Linked DNA regions of Mus musculus: regions 2, 3, 4 and 5 are each linked to region 1. The links are chromatin contacts, called in public promoter capture Hi-C maps. All regions are on one chromosome and are shown on one strand. Each heading gives the region's core, a stretch centred on a gene start, on an enhancer-like site or on the middle of the called end of the contact. The rest is flanking DNA. Distances are from core to core; before and after follow the strand shown. Region 1 holds the start of Celf1 (CUGBP, Elav-like family member 1). Region 2 holds the start of 1110051M20Rik (RIKEN cDNA 1110051M20 gene). Region 3 holds the start of Ptprj (protein tyrosine phosphatase, receptor type, J). Region 4 holds the start of Pacsin3 (protein kinase C and casein kinase substrate in neurons 3). Region 5 holds the start of Ddb2 (damage specific DNA binding protein 2).

Region 1 (2,657 bases), core at 68-2,567:
TTTCCTAACGTATCCATCTATATGCAACTAATTCAAGTTACATCTCTAACTCCATTCCCATCAATCAACAACAAGAAGGTAGAAAACCAATTTGAAAATTGGAACGAACAGGCCGGGTGTGGCGATACACGCCTTTAATCCCAGCATTTAGGGGAGGCAGAGGCAGGCGGATCACCAAGTGAGTTTGAGGTCAGTCTCAGTAACAAGAGGGAGTTCTAAGACAGCCAGAGCTACACAGAGAAACTCTCAAAAAAACAAAACAAACAAAAAAAAAAAAAAACAAAAAACAACCAAAGCTTTACAGTACAATTTAGGTAATTTGATAATGAACAACCTAGGGGCTAATTGTTTTGATCTACATGATTGTTTGTGCCTCTAGCACAGGGGAAAACTCTTGGCTGCTGCTTGGGGCAGGGGTGGGGGCTGCCTTAGTGAGTGTGGTAGGGTAGGGTAGGGTATAACCGGCATTTGTGGATATATATTTTGCTTTAGGAAGCTAAGTGATAAAGAGAAATAATTGCCAACTCATGAGTAATTTGTAAATTGATGGAGCCCTGACCTCCCAGAACTAAGTTTTCTCAATCTGCATTTCATTGTCTCACATTTCACTGACTTTGTGTAATAAACAACACACTTAATGCGTGAATCCAGCTAGATGCAGGTTAGGAATACCGAATCCTAAAAGGGGGTGCTGGATTCGTAAAAAGTGTTTTAATTGTTATTTTTTTTCCCAAGAAGAGTAGGTTTGGACTGGGTAGTCTCTTAATAGAATACTTAAGAGCTTTCTGGTGCCGCAGGGATTTTTGCCAGATTGCGCATGCATGCAGTTGAACATCTCTGTACAGGCACTTCCCTAACTCTGAAAGCTTGCAACACACATTCCATCAGAAGGAAGGCCTGGATACAGTTGTCTGTATGCTGATGTGCAAAAAGAAAGGGTGTGCCCTGCGTCCAGTGTTAGCCAAGCACCCATCATTCATTCATTCATTCATTCATTCATTCATTCATTCATTCATTCATTCGATATTTATTATGTGTATTTTTCATTGCCAAGCTGCGTTGCTTGCCCGCCAGAGGTGCAGCTAGTGCGGTGCGCAGAGGCAAGAACTTCAGATTCCCAGGCCGGGGTCTTCCCTCCAGTGCAGCTCTGAGACAAAGAGATGCACCCCTACAGCTCCCAGGGCTGAGGGCTCCGCCCGCGGCCCCCAGGGTTTCAGAGCGACTGCTCCTTCACTCCCCGGCCGGAGGGGGCGCTGCAGCGCCGGCCCTCCGCCCGCCCCTGCGCGGCGCTCGGCTCGGCTCGGCGCTGGCGGGCGGCGCCGCGGTGGTACGTTCCCCTTCGCCGCCCGCCCCCTCCGCGGCGGCCCTCCCCGCCGGTGGTAGGTGCCGGAAGTGCCGCCATTTTGGGGTGTTCTGCTCTGGCGGCAGCGGCAGCGGCAGAGGCGGCGGCGGCGGCGGGACGCGGAGGCTCCCCCGGGATTCGGCCTCAGCAGCGAGGCAGCGGCGGCTGCGGAGGAGCAAGGCAGCAGCTGAGGCAGCGGCGGGCTCAGGTGCAGCCGCTGGTGAGTGCGGCGGCCGCAGGATAACGGGCCGCGGGATGAAGGGAGGGAAAGAGAGGGAGGCTGGAGGGAGGCGCCGCGGGGCGGGTCAGGTTCGGGCGGCTACGGGTCACAGGGCCCTCCGGGTGCGGTCGCTCCCGCTTCCCCGCACCCCGGGGACCAGGCCGCGGACTGCTCGGGACTCGGGGGCCCATTCGCGTCCGCCCGGCGCGTGCCCCTGCTCCCAGGGAGACCCGCCCTCCTCGTGGCCTGGCCCCGGCTCCCTTGCCCTTTGCCTCCACTCTCCCGGCCCCGAGGGCTTGCTTCCTGCACCGCACCCGAGTCCTCCTCTCCGGGTCCGCTGGGCGAGATCGCGGCTGTCTACCCGAGACGCCGCTTCCCTGACCCTGTCGCCCCACGTGTTCTTCGTGCCCACCCCCGGGGGTGTCCTAGATTCCCGCCCCTAGAAGGCAGCGCTCCTCTCGATCCTCCGGAGCTCTTGCAGTTCTCGCCCTGGGGCCGCTTTGGCTCGCCCTACCCCCCACATCAGGTGCTCGCTCGCCCAGTCAAGGCCTAGTAGCAGGGCTCGAATCTCGCACCCAGGAGCGGGGACGGCTCTGGAGGGTGCCTTCTTCGCTAGGTCCCAGGCTTTGGATTTAAAGTCGGTAGTGGTGTCTCGGTTGTGGTGGTTCTGACAGGATGTTGTTTTAATTTTCTCCGACCATTGCATATGCTTTTTAAGGAGCTTCTCATTGGTTTAGAGACTGATTCCGGGGAGAAAGTGTGAGATTTTGGTCAGAGCTTGGTTTAGCACAACAGAATCTCTTTCTGGTGCTCAGAGTTAATGCTGTATATAAAAGCTGTTGAACAGTTTTAAAGAGCATAGACTCTGTTGATAATGTCTGCATTGTTAGGAGGTTACAAACACCCTTTGCACACACTTAAAAGGAACTTAACCTTTAAAAGATCTCTTCTCTGTCTTCTAGTCTCTGAGTTGAAGAGGTTTGAATTGCACTTTTTCACTTTTTCCAGTTTGTTTCTTTTTAGATCCTTAGAATGACGGTGTCTTCAGATGGAATTGCTTAGAGTTCTTTTTGGTTTTGGCATTAACAAGTGTAC
Region 2 (2,657 bases), core at 61-2,560, 500 kb after region 1:
CCATGAAAAGATTGTTTTACATCTTAATGTGGATATATGAGAATATGAATTTGTCCAAGTCCAGAAAACTGTACAATACAAAGAGTGGACCCTAATATAAACTATAGGCTGTTGGTAATCACACTGAGCTAATATTCAGTTGCAAGAAATGTACCACACTAACACAAGAAATTAATAATAGAAGCTAAATAGAAGATACAGAGGGAAAAAACTCTACTATCAGCTCAGTCCTCTTTAAGTTTAAAACTACTCTAAATGTTTAAGCTATGAACTTTTAAATGTGTATGTGTGCATATAAGTGTATACACAAGGTCTGGAGAGATGGCTCAGCGGTTAAGAGCACTGACTGCTCTGCCACAGGTCCTGAGTTCAATTTCTAGCAACCACATGGTGGCTCACAACCAACTGTAATGGGATCCAATGCACTCTTCTAATGTGTGTCTGAAGACAGCTGCAGTGTACTTATATAAATAAAAAATAAATATCATAAAAAATGTTTTAAAAAAATAAGTGTATACACAAACGTATACAGTAAATGTGTTACACACTCACTGCAGGGTGCTTAGCAAAGTACAGTACTTAGTACCACACAGCCTTAGCTCAAGGGTAAGGTCAAGTTCTGCAAGGGGAAAATCTGATCCTAATACTAACTGTATGAGGTCTTATGCAATTGTCTCTTTAGCCTTAGTGTCTCCATCTGTAAAGTAGCAAACACAGCAATCCCTTCTATGATAATGCTGCATGCAAAATGCTTACCTCGTGCAGAATGCCTAATGAAAATGAAAAGCTCGAAATAACCGTGCACTATGAAGGCAAAATTATTATTTACAAAATGACTGAAGTCATTTCAGATGCCAAGTTTGCGTCAATACAAACCTATCAATAATAGCCTTGTTTGGGGCCTCAGATTCTTAATTGTGTTACTTAGAATGCAGTCCTCATTGCCTGAGAGCCAGTCCATATAATTCAGCCATTCTTTACTCCATAAATGTTATTTTTCATCCAGGTTTGGCCCTACATTCAGGCTCAGGCCCTAGAACCCCTTCTTTCTGTCCTCCCGTCCCATCCAGACCCGCTACCGTTCAGGCTCCGCCCCTGTCTCCTACCCACTCCTTCCCCTAACACATTACTCCTTTCTTTTCCCGACGCTGAAAAAAGCCCCTACCCAGATACTCGTAGTCCGGTAGAGCTAGGCGCTCGGGACTCAGCATCCTTTGACCGGGTAGTTTCCACGCTCCAGCTTTCTTCTTCCGGAACCCAGGTTACAGCCTGTCTCTGTTGCCATGGCACCCAGGCGGCCAGAGGAGAACTAGAAGGCTGAGAGGGTGTCACGTAAACAGTCTCCGACTGGCAACGTAGAGCCTATCACACAAGTTCCGGAAGCAGTCACTTAGAGTCTGATTTTCTTTAACTCCTATTTTTGGGATTTGGTTTTAGAATCTGTGAATTAAATTCTCTGAATGTGTCGTATTTTGTGATGCTGAAGAATTACTATCAGTGGCTCATATCTGCAATTTCTGGATTTCATAGTTTCTGTTTATTCTAACAATAATGATCATGTATGGCCTCGCCTAACACTGAGATCTCATTATCTATTATTAATCACTTTTAGGATTTACTCTTTCAAGTTGGTACAAAATGTTCTTTGTATCTTGGCAGCTTCTGGAGGTCGGGGATACGTCTTTAGCATAGAGATACTACTAAGGGCCACTGAGCAATCCAAGGGACCCCATGTGGTGAAAACAGCCTACCAACTCCTCCAAGTTGTCCTCTGACCTCCACAAATCCCCTGCCCCAAATATATATCTCGACAGGGTCTCACTGTATTGCCCAGTCGGGCTTAGAACTTGATGTGTAGACCAGGATAGCCTTGAATTTAAGAGATCTGCCTGAGCCTGCAGCTCTCAGAGGTTTTAATGTTTTAAAGGTGTGTGCCCCTACACCCGGTAAAATGCAATTTTTAAAACTACTCATCAAGTCCTCTGTAAGTTAATGACCATTCCTCTCAAATTCCCTTTAGCCGTTTGAGACTGCTTCTACTTCCTATTATTTGACATCTTGTCCAAGTGCCTTTCCTTTTTCCTACAAAGTCACTTCATTTCTCAAAGGAAATGGGTCAGAAACTAGAGCATTTATTACATATCCTCAGCTCTATCCTTTCTGAAGAAGAAAGACTATTCCTTTCTTTTCAAATAACCAGATTTTCTTATCTCCTCTCTCTGTGCAAGAACAGGAAAGAGATCTGTACAGTGTCACAGTCCAAACCTAGCAGAAAAAGCCACTCGATCCTCACTTTTGTTTTGTTTTGTTTTGTTTTGTTTTGTTTTGAAGTAAGTCCCTGCCCCTTCAACAAGGAGAAGTTTTCGAAAGAGGAGAGGTTTTGTGACAAAGAAAGAAAACGAAATTGATGTCATCAAAGGAGTGACTGGGAATCCCACAGACCACCTACACTGGAGTAAGTAAAGAGGAGGCTCTTCTCTTATGTTCTGAGGGGCCTATTCTTAGTCTCCCCAAAGGAGCTACTCAGACCTTGTAATTCTCCCTTTCCCTTAAATTTGTATATATGTCTCAATTCTAGGCTCCTGTGAGTCACTCTGAATTTGGATGTGGTAAGGAGAAAGGGACAGAGCCACACAAGGGACAGTGTTTGGTGTTCT
Region 3 (2,657 bases), core at 60-2,559, 360 kb before region 1:
CAAAATGGGAATGTCCCCCCAGCTGCCTTGCATCACATCCCCTGCCATGAAAATACCACTGAGAGAAAAGATCCAAAATTCGAGTCCCACCATTATCGGAAAAAAAAAAGTGAAGCAAGGAAAAAAAAAAAAGAAAGAAAAGAAAAGTCTGGAGGGGAGGGGTATAGCTAGCGCCCACAAAGCACGAATGCACACCCAGAAAAGCCAGCACTATCTCAGGAGCGATGATGAGAACAGAGCCAGCAGCCTCAAGGGACGCCTTTGAGCGGCCACCTTGGCAAGGCTGGGAACTTTCCCCCACAAAAAGCGCCCTCGGTTCTGAGTCCGGCGCTTCGCCCACCGCCCAGCGCCAGGGCCTGTCCCCAAGCACCCGGCCACCGCCACTGCCCTTCTGTCCAAGCCCTCGTGCCCCTCCAGGCCGGGTCGTAGGTCGGCCTCGGCTCAGCCAGGCCGTCCCTGCTCCGCATCCACAGCCCTCCGCAAACACGCCCCCTCCGGCCGCTTCGGGCGCGCAAGCAGGGCCCGCGCTGGCCAGACGTGACCAGCTCCGGGAAAGGCCGGGCCACCGCCGCCTGCAGCCCATGCGGGAGCTTCTATGGAAGAGTCAACGGGCACGGCGGGGGACACCCTGGGGACCCCGGAATCCTGCCCTTCCCCTGGCACCCGGGAGCCAGGGAAGGGGCTGAGTGGCGGGAGCAGGAGGCTGGCCAAGATCCCTGCCAGCCTCCTCCAGGAGGAAGGCTCCCAGGACCACGATCTCTCAGACCCTCGCCGGGTGTTCCTGGAACGGGTGACACCCGGGCAGGTGCAGGCGATGCCAATTCGGCCCGCGTCTTCCTACCACACGCCCAGGCCCACTCGAGAGCTTACCTGGCCCTGGCGTAGCAACAGCAGCAGCGGCAGCAGCGCCCAGCGGAGCCCGGGCGAGCGCGGGGGTGTCCGCGTCTCCCGCGCCGCGGGCTTCATGCCCTGCGCGCCCTGGAACGTGCCCGGGACGCGCCCCGCCGTGTGCCCGAAGCCGGGCGCCCTCGTCTCCGTCTCCAGCCGACGCCTCCGCCTCCTTCTCCGCCAGCCGGTCCGCCTAGTCCCCGCTCCGCCCGCCCCGGGCTTCCCCGGGGACATGGCAGCGGCGGCGGCGGCGGCCACACGGCGGAGCCTAGCGCGCCTGGCGCGGAGCGGCCGCGGCCTTAGACTCGCAGGGGCTTCGCGGGGCGGAGCGAGCGGCGCCCACCCTCCGCGCGTGGCTCCCAGCTCCCGGCTCCCGCGGCCCCGGCTGCTCCCTCTGCCTCCTCCGCGCGTCATGCGGCTCCGGCTGCAGGGAGCCGCGCCGAGCGCTCGGCCCCCTCTCTTCCCCTCCCCCTCTGAATATTCATCGCTTCCTCCCGCTCGGGCGGGCCGGCCGCTGCCGTGCTCCGCGGCCCCTCGCCGCCCTCTCGCCGCGGCCCCCGCCCCCAGCGAGCTGGCGGCGGGCGGGGAGTGGGCGGTGGCGAGCCCGGTGCACGCTCTGGCGTCTCCCCTCCCGCGGCCGGAGGAAGCGCCCCCTCCCTGTCCGCCTAGCCCTCCCACATTCCTGGGACTCGGGACCCGGGACGCTGCTCCACTGTTCCAGAGCCACGAGCTAGTATGGATGGGTCAGTAGGGACTCTTCAGCCTGGGACTCCCTCCCTGGCTCTGGCTTGAGCGTGCCTCTTGCCCAGGTCACAGTCGTGCTTGCTTCTAGACCGCAATCTGGTGAAGCCTGGCCCGTGGGTGGGCTTTGGGGGAGGGTGTGGGTGAACCCCCCGAAACTATTGGAAGCACACCATGTATTCTGTTCTCTCCCCAGACGCTGGGCCAGGAAGTCAGAGAGCCTGCACAGAAGCTGGTCCAGTGATTAGAGCCCCAGCTGTGGCATATGGCAAGCCCAGCTGTGCTATATACTAACTGTGTAATCCTGGTTGTGTGACTTGGAGAGAGATGCCTCACCTCTCTTGACCACTCTATGCTCCTGTGTAACAGGAAGATACTACGGGTACCTGTCTACCGAGACTTGCCTGGCGATTAAATGAGATCATGGGTAAAGTCCCAAAGAGGGTGGGACATAAGGTGAGCCCATCTGGCAGCTGTCATCACAAGTCCTGATCTGAAAGGAGTTACAAATTACCACGAATACTGCTACTGTGCCCAGGCTCACGAGAGGAAACCAAAGAGCTCTATCTACTGCACCTAGAAGTAATGACAGACAGTACCAAACCAAGGCATGCTAGGGAGGGAAAGACTGATTCTGACCAAAGGAAGAGGTGACACTTGAGCTGGGCTTTGATGGATGGTTGGGTTTCACCGGGCAGAGAGAGGGGAGCAGTGTGGCAGGAAGTGGGAGCAACTTGGCAAAAAAAAAAAAAAAAAAAAAAAAAAAAATCAGAAGGCAGATTCTTCAACCTTGACCTTCTGAGAAACAGAGAAACAGGAGCGTTCTATTTGGGAAGACCTGAGCAGCCAAGATAGTGAAGTGAATCTAGTCTGGACCCTATGAGAACTGGAATGTAGACCACCAGGTGTCCAGCCTGCTTCTAGGCATCCCTTGGGCCTCAGAGTCCCAGCTTCACGCAGAGAACAGAGGGGAAAGGGGCTGCACCTGTCCTCTGGTATTTTGCATTTGATTAAACACTATCTGGTTA
Region 4 (2,657 bases), core at 88-2,587, 320 kb after region 1:
CGCGCGCGGCCAGAGTCCTCAGGCCACGGGTGATGCTCGTCTTTGAGACAACACAGGCAACTAAAGGAGACCATTTCACGCTCCTAAGTCAGCCCCCAGCAGCTGGTGTCACTCCTAAGTTACCGTTGTTATCCTCAGCCGCCCCTCTTCCCATTTTGTGAGTGGACTCTACTGAGCAAAGAACACACGTCAGTGATTCCTTCCAGATTTAGAAACAACACGATTTTGTTATTTTTAAAGTTGTCTTTTAAAAAATCCGCGCGCGCACGTACTCACACTTCTAAGGGCGTGGAGGGGGCTGGGTTGGAAATGTGCGTGCTGGATAGAGAGCAGCTAGGCCGGTTGCTTCCCAGAGCGCGCACGGTCCCCTAAGGGGCGGTCCCTTGGGCTCTCCAACCCGGAGCGAACTGTGACTCCAGGACCCCTGAGCACCAGAGGCCTGGGACCCCGCTGGCCCGCGTTCCCTCCTGTCTCTCGGGTCAGGGGCACCGCTGCGGGGTCACCCGGCTCAGGAGAGAGCAGGAGGGGCGGAGAAGCCGAGCAGGTGGAGATTAGGTCAGCCTCAGAACATTCTTGGACCGCTCCAGTGAATATAAATAACAGACCCACAAGCTCTGAAATCCCGAGAGGCTGGGGGTGGAGCAGTGAAGAAGGGATCTATTTAGGGTGGGGTGGCATCGAGACGATTCGGAAAAAGTCTACATTGAACTAGGAGGTGAGACCAAGGGATTTAAAGATATGTTGAGATAGAAAATCTGAAACCGTGAACACGGAGGGGGAGGAGTTCGTGTTTTTTTGTCCCACTCCCACCGCGTGTTTGTCTCAGGTCTCGGAATGCGCGCTAAAGCTGCAAGCAGAGCTGCTCTAGGTAGGCATGGCTTTTCTAGTCTCGCTTCGGCCGGACTAGAGATCTTGGGCAGATAACCGCTGAAGGTATCTCTAACCCTCATTCAAGGTTACAAGGAGTGGGTGGTTATGAATCTGTCTCCCTGTAGCTAACCTCTAACTTTCTAGGTGCTCTCAGCAAAGAATGCCCCCTCAGTTTTGTCCCCGAATTCCACCCTAATGATTAGTGTGCAAGTTCCCGCTCATTCCCACCGGCCTCCTAGTCTCTGGAAAGGTCGGAGAGCGACAAAGCTCACAGCTCTCTGGTAGCCTCGCTGCACCTCCTTAGACTATTGGCTCCAGCTTTCTCTGCACCCGGGGAGCAGATCCTATGGCTCGCATCCCGAGCCACCTGGCGCAGGGATGCCTGCAGTCCCCGCTGCGGGGATGCTGTCGGTGGGGTTGGGGCGGCGGCTCCGCGGAGAGGGCGGGCCCGGGGGGCCGGGCTTCCCGGGGGAGGGCCCGAAGCGCTCCAGGAGGCGGTGGCCCGGACCCGGGAGTGGTAGGACTCCGAACTGAGCGTGGCCAGATCCCCCTAACCCACCGAGGGCCCCTGAGAGGACACGGTGAGTGCTTTGGAGGGGGAGCTGGGGGGCACGGCGGCGGCATGGTGGCTCTAGCTTGCTCTTTGGTCCTTCGACTCCTGAAGTTGGCAATGGGACGGACTCCCGCGCCGGAGACCCCGGCCATTGGCTGCCACTGAGCGCAAGGCCATCTCATCTCCTACGCTAATTAGGCGTTTCTTCAGGCCAGCCAGGGGAAATGGGGCGTCCAGCTGGAGGAGCAAATCATCTCTCAGGGTGCCTAGAGGGTCCCCAACTGCTCTCCTTGCGCCCGTTCTGAAGTCCTAGAAGGGGCCTCTGTAAAAAGCCCGCCCCCCGCCCCTTCGCGCCACTATCTGTATGGCTAACCCTAGTAGGCAGCGCCCCTTCCCCGCTGCAGTAACCAGCTGGCCCCACCTCCCCACCGAGACCAAGTTCAACAAGTTTGTCCAAGAAGTCCTAGAGCCTCCATGTCTAGGCCTGGCTATGCCTATCCTGTGGCTGGCTCCACCGGCTTGGAGTTGTTCAACACCGAGCCTTCTGGGATCCGGAGGTGGTTTGTCGGGTGGCGCTGTCTATAAGGGTGGAGGCCAAAGACCGGCAGCCCCTGAGTTCTGTGATTTGGTGTGGAGGTTAGGAGTGCGTCATCAGCGAGCAGGCACCTCAGCCGGCAGGTCGGGTTTCCAAAAGTGCCCCTTTGTTATGCCCCTCCCTGGCTCTGCCTCCTCCCCCTTTCTTTGAGCCACCCCCTCCCCCATCCTTCCAAAAGACTGTGCCAGTCTCTTGATTTTAAGCGCCCCTCTCTGGTTCAGCAGCCAGACCCTCCTGCACCTCTAAATCCAAGTCTACAGGCTGACTGGGAGAGGCTGCTGGGGAAGCCCTTGGGCGCAGCCTGTGACTCAGGACACAGGACTGGGCTGGGCAGGATAGCTTTGCTCTCTTCCAGGCCTGTGTCCCCAGCTACTGGAAAAGGGTGGGGGCTGGCTTATGTGTAAGAAAGGAACAAGGCAGAAACCTTTGGAGCTCAGGTGGGGAGAGTGGGCTCTGTCCTGAAGCCCAGAACTCCCAGTTCAGCACTAGCGGCTGGGAAGAGACCCTGCCAGTGTCCCAGAAGCCTTCTGACAGGCTAAGTGGAGAGCCTGGGCTGGAAAGATTTTAACTACCTGTTCTTGCTCTCTGACCTCTTGCTGTGGTAGGATGTGTTCACTCAGATGTGGGTCTCTGCTAATG
Region 5 (2,657 bases), core at 45-2,544, 300 kb after region 1:
CAAGACTCTGTATTTAAAGAAATACTAAATAATGTCATGAGCAACCATTACTTGAGTGGAAACCAGAAGAATGCAGTAAGGTTTAGAAAAGTTCCAAATTGATTAGGTGGCTTCAAGGAAGAGAGGTAAATCAGAGTATAATAAAAATAAGCCGGGAATGGTGGCACACGCCTTTATTCCCAGCACTTGGGAGACAGAGGCAGGCGGATTTCTGAGTTCTGAGGACAGCCAGGGCTACACAGAAAAACCCTGTCTCGAAAAACTAAATAAATAAATAAATAAATAAACAAACAAACAAATAAATAAAACAACTCTGAATTACCAAGCCCTTCTGGTGGACCCAATCTATAAGTCCTTTTTTTCTCTTGACAACTTTCCTTTCTTTTCATGGCTAAAACCACTCTTATCAATTTATCACATTCCTTATAGCCCCAGGTTCAAGTCCTGGTAAACCTCTGAGAATGCGCTTTCTGAAGAAAGGAGGGAGGGAATTTCAGACTCTCAGAGCTAACATAACCGAGAGGCTATGAAAGGGAGGATTACTTTGAAACAGTAGATGTGTAAAACTTCTGGAACAAGGAAAGTGGGGACTGTGGCTTTTACGGTGATGGCACTCATCTGACTCTTTCTGTCACCTGGGGTAGAGGTGGGGGGGCTGTTCAACTTAAAACTCTCTGCTGTCAATGAACTGGCCAATAAAACCAGTCGGCAGCGTGTGGCTCAGTGGCAGCCCACTTGCTGAGAGAACTGGAGGCCTGGGTTCGAACCCTCGATCTCCCAAATAAAATCACAGCCTGAGGCGACAGAAGCCAAGAACTGCTTCAGAAGCCCAGGCACAAGCACCCACCACCCCAGCTTCAGCCTCTGGCGCGAGCACCCTGAACCCCCGGAAAGCTAAGGCAGCAGCACAGGCCGTACCGGGACCCTGCACACGCAGCTTCTTGGCTTCGGGCTCCAGCTCCTGAGGACCTCTGCGACTTTTGCTCCTGAGGAGCACCGCAACGTCGGGGGACTTCTGGGTTTCTGGGCATTTCTTGGGAGCCATGACGTACTCGGTGAAGAGATATCAAGCTCTGTGGCAAAATAACGAAGCAAGGAGTGGAAAAGCCTCCGTGGAGAAAACAGGAAGGGACTACGTATGAGGCAGCGCCGTCGCAGGTAGCGCAGCTAAGACACCTTCGCGCCAAACGCTCCTCCGGGCTGCTTTACTTTTAGCCCCGCCCCGTCCCCTCAGGGCTGTCCCGCCCCTTGGAACTGCCCCGCCCCCTCGGGATTGCCACAGTAGGGGGCTGTCTTGCCCCCGGAACTGCCCCGGACTGCCCCAACCCCTCGGGCACGGCCCGCCCCCGGCCGCTCCTCCTCTTCCGGAGTAACGTGTGCAGCTCACAGGGAGGGTTTTTTATTTTAACTCCCTAGGAGCTGGGCCTTGGCTTGTGCTGGATCTGAAGAAAGCCGATTATTTGAACCTGAGGAGGGAGCGCTGGCCGTAAACCCTGCATGCTGGAGGCGGAGCCAGGCGGCGTTTCAGGCCAGCCTGGTGTACACGTTCCAGCAATCCGGTGACCTACGCAGAGAAACCCTGTCTCGAAGAACAACAAAGAGAGAGAGAGAGAGACAGAGACAGATAAAAGTAGGTAGTTTATGTCTTAAAAAGAGCAAAGATTCAAGTGTGGCTAAATATTTCTCATTTCCCCCATTAATAATAGGTGTCTCTAGGGCTGGAGAGATGGCTCAGTGGTTAAGAGCACTGACTGCTCTTCCAGAGGTCCTGAGTTCAATTCCCAGCAACCACAAGGTGGCTCACAACCATCTGTATTGGGATCTGATGCCCTCTTCTGGTGTTTCTGAAATGACAGTGTATTAAATAAATAAATCTTAAAAAAAAAAAAAAAGTGCCTCTGATTACCCAATCACAGCCTTAGCATTTGATTCTTTCCTCTCGCTTTACAGATGAATGTATTTTACCTCATACTATAGAAAAGAGCTGTATCTATGGTGGCAGGCTCTGTGTAATTCCCAACACTGAGGAGGCTGAGGCATGAAGAGTTTGCCTGGACTACACTGATATCTTGTAAGGATCAGATAAGAGTGAGAAAATCTGGGGCTGGAGCGATGGCTCAGCGGTTAAGAGCACTGACTGCTTTTCCAAAGGTCCTGAGTTCACATCTCAGCAACGACATGGTGGCTCACAACCATCTGTAATGAGATCTGACTCCCTCTTCTGGAGTGTCTGAAGACAGCTACAGTGTAATTATTTATAATAATAAATAAATCTTTAAAAAAGAAAAAGAGTGAGAAAATCTGGCATGCTATTGCACAGCAAGGTGACAGCAGACAATGGGTTTGCTGTATATTTTCTAAAGGTAGAAAGGTTTTGAATGTTTTCACCACAAACGATATCTGAGAAGATGTGCCTAACCCAATTTAAAGAATACAATATGTGTGTGTCAAAAGTAATGTATTCCTTATGAAGATGATACTTACATAAACATATGTAAAATTTATATGTTTTAATGTAGTTTAATTTTATTTTAAATTAAAATGATGCTCTAGAAGAAAATAAAAAGCTGAACCCAGCACCAATAATGGGGATGTCCTAAGATGTGCTTAAATTAAGAATTGTAGCTTAGTGGCTGGAGAGATGGTTTAATGGCTAA

Evidence for each region. Promoter capture Hi-C pulls out the DNA fragments that hold promoters and counts their contacts.
Region 2: a promoter capture Hi-C map of embryonic stem cells shows a contact between it and region 1. The contact joins the promoter of 1110051M20Rik here to the promoter of Celf1 in region 1. A contact is called at or near these places in 6 of 39 promoter capture datasets (embryonic stem cells, hippocampal neurons, liver and 2 more), 2 of 115 datasets of contacts at active chromatin or transcription factors (astrocytes and fibro-adipogenic progenitors) and 1 of 9 other capture datasets (adipose tissue).
Region 3: a promoter capture Hi-C map of pre-B cells shows a contact between it and region 1, with 3 times the contacts expected there. The contact joins the promoter of Ptprj here to the promoter of Celf1 in region 1. A contact is called at or near these places in 1 of 39 promoter capture datasets (pre-B cells) and 1 of 115 datasets of contacts at active chromatin or transcription factors (effector CD8 T cells).
Region 4: a contact with region 1 is called in a promoter capture Hi-C map of liver, with 3 times the contacts expected there. The contact joins the promoter of Pacsin3 here to the promoter of Celf1 in region 1. A contact is called at or near these places in 17 of 39 promoter capture datasets (the 3T3-L1 cell line, 3T3-L1-derived adipocytes, the C10 cell line and 9 more), 5 of 484 Hi-C or Micro-C datasets (CD4 T cells, the G1E-ER4 cell line and embryonic stem cells), 2 of 115 datasets of contacts at active chromatin or transcription factors (memory CD8 T cells and microglia) and 2 of 9 other capture datasets (adipose tissue and liver).
Region 5: a contact with region 1 is called in a promoter capture Hi-C map of neutrophils, with 5 times the contacts expected there. The contact joins the promoter of Ddb2 here to the promoter of Celf1 in region 1. A contact is called at or near these places in 10 of 39 promoter capture datasets (the 3T3-L1 cell line, the C10 cell line, the HPC-7 cell line and 7 more), 3 of 484 Hi-C or Micro-C datasets (CD4 T cells and embryonic stem cells), 5 of 115 datasets of contacts at active chromatin or transcription factors (the SCID.adh cell line, bone marrow-derived macrophages, effector CD8 T cells and 2 more) and 2 of 9 other capture datasets (adipose tissue and liver).

Annotation. Positions count from the first base shown.
Region 1 is chr2:90,939,080-90,941,736 of GRCm38.p6, forward strand. Celf1 (CUGBP, Elav-like family member 1) reads left to right here and starts at 1,318. Exons shown (of 14, transcript NM_198683.2): 1 at 1,318-1,562.
Region 2 is chr2:91,443,404-91,446,060 of GRCm38.p6, forward strand. It overlaps 1110051M20Rik (RIKEN cDNA 1110051M20 gene), which reads right to left and starts at 1,311. Exons shown (of 9, transcript NM_175123.5): 1 at 1,166-1,311. The coding sequence starts at 1,211.
Region 3 is chr2:90,579,286-90,581,942 of GRCm38.p6, forward strand. It overlaps Ptprj (protein tyrosine phosphatase, receptor type, J), which reads right to left and starts at 1,310. Exons shown (of 24, transcript NM_008982.6): 1 at 871-1,310. The coding sequence starts at 966. Gm46752 (vegetative cell wall protein gp1-like) reads left to right here and starts at 1,470. Exons shown (of 3, transcript XR_001783391.2): 1 at 1,470-1,631; 2 at 1,826-2,085.
Region 4 is chr2:91,255,476-91,258,132 of GRCm38.p6, forward strand. Pacsin3 (protein kinase C and casein kinase substrate in neurons 3) reads left to right here and starts at 1,338. Exons shown (of 11, transcript NM_001289678.1): 1 at 1,338-1,451.
Region 5 is chr2:91,235,772-91,238,428 of GRCm38.p6, forward strand. Ddb2 (damage specific DNA binding protein 2) reads right to left here and starts at 1,295. Exons shown (of 10, transcript NM_028119.5): 1 at 919-1,295. The coding sequence starts at 1,045. A330069E16Rik (RIKEN cDNA A330069E16 gene) reads left to right here and starts at 1,375. Exons shown (of 2, transcript NR_015464.1): 1 at 1,375-1,630; 2 at 1,951-2,586.